Linked DNA regions of Sus scrofa: region 1 is linked to region 2. Evidence: chromatin contacts called from public Hi-C data. All regions are on one chromosome and are shown on one strand. Each heading gives the region's core, a stretch centred on a gene start, on an enhancer-like site or on the middle of the called end of the contact. The rest is flanking DNA. Distances are from core to core; before and after follow the strand shown. Region 1 has its middle 550 kb from the start of KCNJ2. Region 2 has its middle 620 kb from the start of KCNJ2.

Region 1 (5,632 bases), core at 779-3,278, 74 kb before region 2:
TTAATTTTTTCGCCACCCCAAGGCATATGGAGTTCCTTGGCCAGGGATCAGATTCTATGCCACAGCTGCGGCAACACTAGATGCTTTAACCTACTGTGCTGTGCAGAATCGAACCTGTGTCCTGGTGCTGCAGAGATGCCATTGATACTGTTGTACCACGGTGGGAACTCCTGTCTTATCTTTTTTGGGGGGGAGAGGCCACCCTAGGCATACAGAAATTTCTGGGCCAGGGATCGAACCTAAACCACAGCAGTGACAATGCCAAGTCCTTAACCAGTATGCCACCAGGGAACTCCGTGACTGCCTCATCTTAACTAATATACGTGCAACCATGAGCAGTAGGTATTTATTACCTGTATTTCTCATAAAAGGACACTGAGGGAACAAAAGAATTGTTAATTTGAGAGAGATAGTAGCTTATAATATGTCTTTAGCTGATTTCTCCAGAAGCAGAGGATTAATATAAAACTGTTTTGTTTGTGTTTGGCGGTTTGATTGATATAGAACATTATAGTAGAATGCACGTTTTTAAAAGAGTTTTCCCTGGGAAACACCAGTGGGGAATTAGGGAAGTGAGATGAAGAAGGAAGGATGGCTAAGAAAGAGTCAGTCCCACAAAGAGACAAAAAATAAACAGATGAAAATTTAAAAATCAGAGTTCCCTGGTGGCCTAGCAGTTAAGGATCTGGTGCTGTCACTGCTGAGACATGGGTTTGATCCCTGGCCTGGGAACTTCTGCATGCTGTGGGATTAGCCAAAAAAAAACCCCCCAAAACAAGAAAAAAACAAACAAACAAAAAACCCTCTCAGGATGACACACATACCAAGAGTTGTCAGGAGTCTCCATTGCTGTGAAATCCTAAGCAATGGAGACTCTCCTTGTCCACAAAGTCGGTGTCTATAGCCCACTGACTCTGAAAGGTCAGGAGCATCAGAAACACCCAGAGGCCTCGGTAAAACAGAGTTTCTCATTTCATAGGTGTGGGTCTCAAGAATTTTTATTATTTTTAACAAGTTTCCAAGCAAAGCTGCTCCTCCAGGGACACTGTCTTAAAAGCACTGACATAGTGTGTGGACAGACCTTCAGCCAGGAGACACGGCTGCTGGCTCTGGGCAGTGAGGCAGAGCTCTGGGAGCTGGCACAGACGAAAACCATGCAGCAGCCCGGGAGGCCGGACAGAATACTGTCGCCTCACGCCAGTCTGGACCAGGGTCTTTCTGAATCCAGATCTGGTGGCACTCTCAACACGTGTGGGATAAGACTTCCTAATGTGCATCACGAGAAGCCACAGAATAGACCTATGTGGGGCTTGTCAAAGTGAACTGAAGATAGGTGAGAGAGGATGGGGCCTCAAATCGCACAGTTTAGAAGCTGGGCATCTATATTAATTAAAACTTGACATATGTATTTACATACTTGGCGGCATTTTGGTTGGCTCGCCGTATCCCCTCTGTGCTGAGGCCCTAGAACCACAGCTGTACATTTTTACTACTTTAACCAACTGGTTCTGGCTGCAAAATTTTAGAAGTTCTACCTGCCATCATGGTATCTGCTATGCTATGGCTCTCATGATTTAGTTTTCATTTCACATAATTATTTTATTCAGTAAAGGTGATTATTCTAAGTAGCTAACCAAACTGGATTTACTATTTATGATGTCCTAAGGCACATCCTATTGATAAATTCACAGTCGATAGATTAGCTTATGAATACCTTGTTCTCAATTTGGGGTTTGGGGAAGAGGTCCCTGTACCTATGACCATAAAAAATCTCCCTTTCTCCAGTCCAGGATTTCAACCCACAGAAGAGTTTCTTGTCACAGGAGCACAGGTCAGCAGGAATGTTCTGGAAAGGGTTTAGGACGAAAGTGGATGCCAGTGCACAGTTTATCTATGCGACACTTTTTTCCTATGGGCTGTTAGAATAATGCTCGTTCTATGCTTGATTCGGGCAGTACCAGGGTTGTCCATATGTTTACACACAAATCTTTACTGCACCCAGTGAGGTAAATACACGAGGGTTTGGCAGAACTGAAGGCTGTTCCATGCATTTTTCATGAGAGAAATTTCAATAAAGTGAAATAACCCGGTGTCCCAAACAGTATGCCAACAAATGACAAGAAAGGCTGTTTACATTTGGATTGTGCAACCAGAACAGCTTGGATTTCCTACATTCCAAGGCTGCCAGCCAGCCCTTTCAGTTAGTCCATTTTTTTTTTTTTTAAAAGGTTCAATTAAAAAAACAAAACAAAACAACAAAAACTGTTTTAAGAACTACCTGGAAAACATGTACTATAAAAAAATTTTAGTTAAAAGGGTTTTTTTTTTTTTTTGTCTTTTTGCTATTTCTTGGGCCGCTCCCGCGGCATATGGAAGTTCCCAGGCTAGGGGTCCAATCGGAGCTGTAGCCACCGGCCTACGCCAGAGCCACAGCAACGCGGGATCCGAGCCGCGTCTGCAACCTACACCACAGCCCACGGCAATGCCGGATCGTTAACCCACTGAGCAAGGGCAGGGACCGAACCTGCAACCTCATGGTTCCTAGTTGTATTCGTTAACCACTGAGCCACGACGGGAACTCCAAAAAGGATTTTTTGAAAGATACCATCACACATAGAATTTCCGTTGCCCCATGCAAAGTTTGTTGACATTTTGACCCAAATTATCTCAATGATTTCAATGTCATGATTACCAGAAATATTCATAGAGTTGAGGCAAAAATATTTTGTTCTTAGATTTTCTGAACAGGAGCCCTTCTTCCCCTGCTAACTAAAGACCGCGTATAGTCCTGCAACCCTCCAAATGTGCCGAGTAGACATAATTTTAAAATAAGTAAGGAAATAATAATGGGAAGTGAAAAAGATAACATGAATATAAAATACATTCCGATGTCAGCTAATATTCTTCTATATACATTCATGATTTTCAAAATATGGTCACTGAATCAACAATATCCACACCACTTGGGAATTTGTCAGTATGCAAATTCGAGGGTCCCTTGCTTAGACTTACTGAACCCTAGGTTTAGAGTCCAGTAATGTGTGTTTTAACAAGGTTCCATGCCAGAATCAGAACCAGAGACCCAGTAGATGATATTTAGTGACTAAATGATAACCACGGAACTCAGAAGAATAAGTAACAGAATGTGGTACCACAGCAGAAATGACAACTTCATTTTTTAGGTGTTGTCTATTTAAGCTCCTGCATAAAGAGAAAGAAAGAATAGAGAAAAAGTACAACATTTTGACAGTATTATGGGCTGTTTATTTTTGCCCCATGCTTTTTAGTTTTTTCCAAGATCTCTTCATTAAATGTGTATTCTTTTTGTGATTATAGCTATGTTATTGAAGAGAAAAGCAAGAAGGATCTTTACACATATTGTGGTGCATTTAGAAACGGTGCCAGGTTCTCATACAGAGCAAACACCATCCAGGGTAGAGCAGATGTGCATAAGTGGCTCTGTTCTCTTCATAAAGTATGAGAAACTGTCATCACATAGATTATAACCACATTTTCACCTGCTCTTTTGGTAGGCGTTTGAAACTGCTTGGCACACAGCAGACTCAAACTTGGGGAATCCCTGGCTGAGAGGGATGTTGCCTCGGGGGACTTTCTTGTTCACATTCCTGCTGTGCGTTGAGCACCTCTCTTGCTCTGGTTTGCAAAAGGAGGAGGTATTCATGGCTTCTTTGTTAGCCAAATTGATGTTTTAAGGGGTTTTTTTTGTTGTTGTTGTTTTAAATGATGGAGCAGGTAAATGCTTACATTTTGGGAAATAGCTGAAGTCATCCTTGGAGAGTTAAAGAAAAGGAAATCAGACAGGTCTTTCTGAATGTCTAACTCGGTTCTGTGCTGGAATGGCCAAGGAATTCAGAAGCAAAGTCTGCCTTCCAAAGTGAATGAGTTTTCTATTGCTGCTATACCAAAGCAACACAAGCATGTCTTAAAACAGCACTCATTCATTCTCTTATGGTTCTGGAGGTCAAAAGTTCTAAATTCAAGGAGTTGGTAAGGCTAGGTTCCTCCTGGAGGCTCTGGGGAAAATCCATTTCTTTGCCTTCTCTAGCTTCTGGAAGTTGCCTACCTTCCAGGTTCATGGCCTCCTCAGTCAGTCTGGTCTCTCTTTGCATCAGCACATCTTCAAGTCTCCTGCTTTCCTCTTATACTTGTAAGGACCACAGTGATTACAGTGTGCCCACCCAGACAATGCAGGAGGACCTCCCCATCTCAGTACCTTTAACTTAATCGTGTGTGCAGAGTCCCTTTTGCATGTAAGGTAACTTGTTTATAGGTTCTAGGAATTAGGACAGAAGCATTTGGGGGGAGCCATTATTCTGTTCATCATACACAGGAGAAAAGTTTTCAATGCTGAACTAGACTATTCTTTAACCACATAGCAAAAGAATACTAAACTCTAGGATTCCTGTCACATTTGTGAAAGAGGGCGCGACCTCAAGGGTTACAAATCATTCCTGATAATGACAAGGGCCCATGCAATGTGCTAATGAAGAAAACCAAGCTTATTTAGCAATATTAAGTTGAATTTACAAACACTTGGGCATTAAATAAAATGACACTCATCGTTTACATATTATAAAAGGCATGCATTGAGAGTACACATTAACATCAATATTAAAAATAGAGAGTAAAAAAAGAATGATAATCTCTTAAGTATTTATTTGCATATGCTTTTTTGTTTTTAAAACATGGACCTTCACAATGCATATCATATTTTGCAACTTTTTAATTTTTGGGGATCTTTATTTTTATTTTTCATTATAGCTGGTTTACAGGGTTCTGTCAATATTCTGCTGTACAGCATAGTGACCCAGTTACACATACAAGTATACACTCTTTTTTCTAACATTATCATGTTCCATCATAAGTGATCAGACATAGTTCCCAGCACTATACAGCAAGATCTCATTGCTAATCCATTCCAAAGGCAATAGTCTGCATCTATTAACCCCAAGCACCCCATCCATCCCACTCCCTCCCCCTCCCCCTTGGCAACCACAGTCTATTCTCCAAGTCCATGATTTTTTTTTCTGTGGAAAGGTTCATTTGTGCCATATATTAGATTCCAGATATAAGTGATATCATATGATATTTGTCTTTCTCTTTCTGACTTCACTCAGTATGAGAGTCTCTAGTTCTATCCATGTTGCTGCAAATGGCATTATTTTATTCTTTTTTGTGGCTAAGTAGTATTCTGCTGTGTGTATATATACCACATCTTCCTAATCCAATCATTTGTTGATGGACATTTAGATTGTTTCCACGTCTTGACTATCGTGAATAGTGCTGCAATGAACATGAGGATACGTGTGTCTTTTTTAAGAAAAGTTTTGTCCAGATATATGCCCAAGAGTGGGATTGCTGGGTCATATGGTAGTTCTATGCATAGTTTTCTAAGGTACCTCCACACTGTTTTTCAAAGTGGTTGTACCAACTTACATTCCCACCAACAGTGCAGGAGGGTTCCCTTTTCTCCACACAAGCTCTCAAGCATTTGTTATTTGTGGACTGATTAATTATGGCCATTCTGACTGGTGTGAGGTGGTTCCTAATGGTAGTTTTGATTTGCATTTCTCTAATTATCAGGGATGTTGAGCATTTTTTCATGTGCTTG
Region 2 (5,225 bases), core at 2,108-4,607:
GCTGAATTGTATTGGGGAGTTAGACTTCTGACCTAGGGAAGCAGAAGTCAGGAGTGGAAGGCCTGGTAGCAGCATCCTATAAACCAGGCCAATGTGTTGCCCTAGAAAGGAATGTGGTGCCATAAATGAAGGCACTTAGAGGGCAAAGGTCATGGTATGTAATTAGCACAGGCCATTTAAGGAAGAATAAGAAAATAATGTTTTACAAGCTGGTAGAAAGAGAAGCAAATAATCATTTAAATGTTCCAATTGTGAGTTCCGCCAGTGTGTGTGGTTTATTTTATAAGCAACTTTCTTTTCCAGTAAGACGCAAAGCAATACTAAGAAATGGGGCGCTCATTGTTACCCTGAAGTGTACACTACATGGGCCTCTTTGAGCTTACTTGTATAAGGCTGGTTTCCAGCACGTCATTTTTTTCTCTTACTCTCAAATTCATACTGATAGTGGAGAAATGATAAGTGGAGTAAAATAAAATATGGAAATCTCTTTAGACCATGGGAAATACTTTTAGCCAGTTTCTAGAAGGAAAGGAGCACTGGATTCTGGTTTATAAAAGTGAGAGATTCACAAAGGAAGCTGAAAAGTTTTTTCAGGACAACCCAGCCACCCAAGGCTTAAGTGACCCATTAATGTCATCTAGTTGCCCATTTCATTTAAAATAAATGAAATGAAATGAATTTTGGTATTGCAACTGACTTATTGTTTTGTATAGGAAGTGACTTCTGTGTAAGCAGAGGTGAATTAAAGGTCCTGGGAAGGCTTTTATGTCTCCATTGCATGCTTGTAATTACAACTTTCCTTTCCAGCAAGAGGCAAAGCAATACTAAAAAATGGGGCGTTCATTGTTACTGCTTTTTACACAGAAAAATAGAAACAGTGAAACTTTCTCTTTTTTTTTTTTTTCTTATCATTAAGATACTGGGCAGTAAAACTTGCCTACGTATATGTAAACTGAAAGTAAAATATGACAACTAAGCTAATAAAGACACTTATCTCCTTCTAGTAGATTGCTAAGTATCTTACTATCATTTCCTGTGAAGTCCCATGCAAAGGAACACTGTGATAGCTTATTCTGAAATTGTCAGAGGGCAAGCATTCTTTGTTCTACGCTAGTGATAAAACTGATCAGTCAACCAGTTGTTTCTATTTCAGGTGCAAGTTAAATTTCTTTTGGCATCATTAAGATGCACTCTTGGATTAAAAAAAAAAATTGATGATGGAAGACTATCTTACTCGAAAGGATGCTATGAGTTTATCAAAATGTAAATCTGGGAACTGGTTCCCATTCTTTGTTTCCTATACTGGGTAGTAAAAAGAACACATTAATGGAGTGAAACATGATCTCTTGCCTGCTAAATTCCAAGGAACCAATGCGATATTTAATTACTTACAGATATTGAGCATATTTCACTAATTTTTATTTTGTCTCAATTTTTTTCATTAGTCTTTATTTTTTTGTTTTAAGTTAGAGCATGCATGAAGAGGATGTATAAACATAGGACCTGAGGGCATAATACAGAAGAGTCACTTATAAAGGACTTCTTTGCACTGGGTTACAACATTCCTATATTGGCTACAAATCAATCACCAAATATTTGATAGTGGGTTGTGCTTAAACTGGCTCTGGGCTGGGATTGAACTTTTATTTGATTTAATATTTTCTTTTCTTTTAAATTTATTTTTCATTGTTATTTTGCCCAACATACTTTTTCTTCCCCCGCTCTGCAGCATGGGGACCCAGTGACACACACATGTATACATAATTTTTTCTCCCATTGTTGTGCTGCATTGTAAGTATCTACAGTATTTTATTTTCAATGACATTTCTAAACATGTGCTAAAGGACATAATCAGATGTTTTAATTTCATTTCCTAACATCTAAAGTCAAATAGAAAGTGCACATATTTCATGTCCGCATTTTAAAGAACTTAATTTGAGCTTCATAAATACAGTGTAATAAACTTAATTGTAGTGTTACTTTATTTGTTTTTGTTATTTAATTCTATAAGACCCTGCCCCTCTCTTAAGTTTTAACTTCGAAGGAGAAGAGGAATAAACTCAGGAAACTGAAAATGCAATTGATTAAGGCCTCACTAATTCCCCATTGATTATTTTGAGAACACTTCAAATAGTAAATCTCTTTTACCCATAAGATAGGAAACTCCTTGAGGACAAGAACTATAAACTCCTAAATTCCTAGCACTGTTTAGAGTCAAACTCGAATCTATCATGGGTATTTACTGATATTTTTAATGTAGTAGGTAAGGTCTACTCTCTTGATAGGGGCAACCCTGAAAAGAAGAAGGAAACAAAAGAGAGTGGGATTCATTGCCATATGCGCCTATTGTCTACTATAAAATATACAAAGTCTTGATAAATTCAATACATTTTCCTTTTGTGTCTAGAAATAAATGTAAACAGCTTAGCTCCCATTTTAACCATTACTGCCCTATTATAAAAGCAATGTCTATTCTTTGAGAAAAAAATTTTAAACAAAACCACATTGCAAGAAAAATGAAAACTGTCTATGGATGCAATACCAGATAAAGAGGCCAATTAATTTGTATATATTCATCTATAGGTAATTTGTAATTTTACACATGGTCCCTCACATTGACATCGAGTTTTAGGAATAACCCTGCTCTTTTCACATACCTGATTTCATTGGTAACTTTCTCAGTTAATTCAATAACCTATAAAATAGTTTAAGCGGATTTATCTTCTAAAAATACTTAAATATGAGCACTGTTTACTTTCTTACTATAATTTTTTTTTTTACTTTTAACATTGCAATTTCAATAAGGAATAAAATGCTACAACCACCAAAGGTGTTATCTGTGTGTGCTTTTTTAAAAAATTATTTCATGTGGTAAATTTCAAGAAGTAGAATAACTAATTCAAAATGACAATCATTTTTATTAATTGGACTACACAACACCAACTGTTTTGAATGCGATTTATTTCTGAGGACCTTAATAAGTAAAACCTTGTTTTTAGTGATCTTTTCCCTTTTCTGTTCATGTACGCACGTAGCCTAGTCATTATCTTCTGCTATTTAATACTGAAGGAATTCCTGCTAGGGATCTGCCTTTCTCCGTTAATTCTTGCCCTTTGCAGTTCTTTTTCGTCCCCCCAAGATATAATCATCTAGAACAGCAGGTCCCTGCAGAGAACTTGCACATTTGCTTTTAATCAAAAGACAAAGTTTATATTAAACTCAGTAAACAAAATCAGAGACTTGTATAAATAACAATTTGTGCATATCATTTTCATTTTTGCTAACACTTTTGACTCTGGTATTGATCTTTCGCCAGGTTGGGAAACTCGGAGGGCAAAGTGCAAAGTTCGAAAGTGGCTATTTGCCTCGAGGTTTATTGAAAATAAAACATCAGCGGAAGTCCGCTGAAGTAATTTGAGGAAACTTTTTTTTTTTTCTTCTAGGAAGTATGTCATTATTTGATTTCTAAGGTTCAGTCTGCTTAGAGAAAAATAATCGAGTGAAAACAGGCTTGAAACATTAGAAAGCTGGCAGGGAACATCTATAGACGTGGGTGACTTAATGCAGGCATGCAAAATTTCCAAGGGACTACTTTTCTTGTTCTATCCCTTTATCCTTTCATCATCCAAATACTGAAGCTATAAACTCCACGTTGCCCATCGCACAGCATGTGGACACAAAACAGTTGTCAAATGAGTGGATAAAGAAAAGGAAACGTTTTTGAAATGTTACTTTCAAGTTCTGTTAATAACCAGATTGATTTTTAAAAATCAGTCCAATTGATAGATTGCCATTATGCAGATAAAGACAAAGTGATTTTTTTTTTTTTAATTCTCACTTCCCAAGTTATTATCTTGCCTTCATGCAGGCACTTGCTGGGAGTGTTTTCACACTCAAACAAAACAAGTGCACTGGAGACAGAGCTGTTTTTAATTTTGAAAGGTAACTGAAAACATACAGAAGAGTTCTCCCGTGTTGGCTTAAAACTGCTGTATCTTAAGATTCTCAAGGTATTTATTAGAAAGTGTCCATCCAACTTATGGGAACTTTAACAGCCTCCCTTAGGTCAGACTGCAAATTAAGCCAGGAGTCAAGAACTTCAGTAATCTTTTCCCAGCGTCACGCAGTAGATCCTGGTTATTTTCAACCAAATTAGACATCCTTTGGGATGTTTATTCTCCCAACTAGCTGCTTTTCTCCTAATCATTCTAAGTTTCTTTACGATTTTATTTTAAAATTCTCTTAGTTTCTGATTACTACAGTGACTTAAGCATCGTCTATTGGAAATCTTAATCACATGCAAGGGGGGAACACAAAAATCATTTATGAATAAGACTCCAGCCAACAGGCACCCTCAAGCAATCTGAATACTTATGGAATGGCATGAAAATAGATCCAGAAAATTACACTAAAAGCTGGAGAAAATACAAACTACATAAAGCTGTGCTTTCACAAGACTCATATGACCAAGTATATAATATAAGGTCTTTTCTTTTCTGGAGCTTACTTTTTTTTTTTTTTTTTTTTTCTCTTTTTAGGGCTGTACCAGTGGCATAGGGAAGTTCCAGGCTTGGAGATCAAATTAGAGCTGTAGTTGCCGGCCTACGCCCCAGCCCCAGCAATGCCAGATCCGAGCTGTGTCTGCAACCTACACAGCAGGTCACAGCCATGCCGGATCCTTAACCCACTGAGCAAGGCCGGGATCCAACCTGCATCCTCATGGACACGAGTCGGTTTCGTTACTGCTGAGCCACAACGGAACTCCTGGAGCTTACATTCTATAGTGAAATGCATATAATAAATAAGTAGCCAAATATCTAGAAAAGAAAAATTTCAGATACTGTTAAGAGCCTTGAGCTAACAAAGCAGTGTTACGAAAGGATGGCCAGGAAAGACCTCATGTAGGATAGGGTAGCTGAAGTCCCTAAAAGAAGGTGACTATAGAAGGCCTTTGGGAAGAGAGGACAGAGAAAAAGAATAGGACACATAAGGCCCTAAAGTGTGGATACATTTTTATTGTAGCTTGTTTTTTCCTCCAGGGAAACAGGACAGCAATCAGATTGCTGACATATGGTAAATGCAGAGAAGAGAAGTAGGGCATGATAGAAAGTAAGCATCATATATCAGTGCAATGAAAGCGACAGCAGCCATGGACAGTAAAACTGACCGATTTATACTTGAGCCATCATTACAGCTGCCGTGTTGAATGTGGGTTATTGGGGAAA

Evidence for each region. A called contact is a pair of places that touch in the nucleus more often than the background predicts.
Region 1: a Hi-C map of liver shows a contact between it and region 2, with 2.6 times the contacts expected there. The contact joins two enhancer-like sites. A contact is called at or near these places in 3 of 47 Hi-C or Micro-C datasets (liver and skeletal muscle).

Annotation. Positions count from the first base shown.
Region 1 is chr12:9,803,222-9,808,853 of Sscrofa11.1, reverse strand. No RefSeq gene overlaps it. Among named protein-coding and RNA genes, the nearest start is that of KCNJ2, 550 kb to the left of the region's middle. Within about 2 kb of position 2,028, at least 4 of the 83 cell types and tissues checked have an H3K27ac peak or open chromatin away from gene starts, as enhancers often do. A contact at or near this core is called in liver, where this site is marked.
Region 2 is chr12:9,731,008-9,736,232 of Sscrofa11.1, reverse strand. No RefSeq gene overlaps it. Among named protein-coding and RNA genes, the nearest start is that of KCNJ2, 620 kb to the left of the region's middle. Within about 2 kb of position 3,357, at least 1 of the 83 cell types and tissues checked has an H3K27ac peak or open chromatin away from gene starts, as enhancers often do. A contact at or near this core is called in liver, where this site is marked.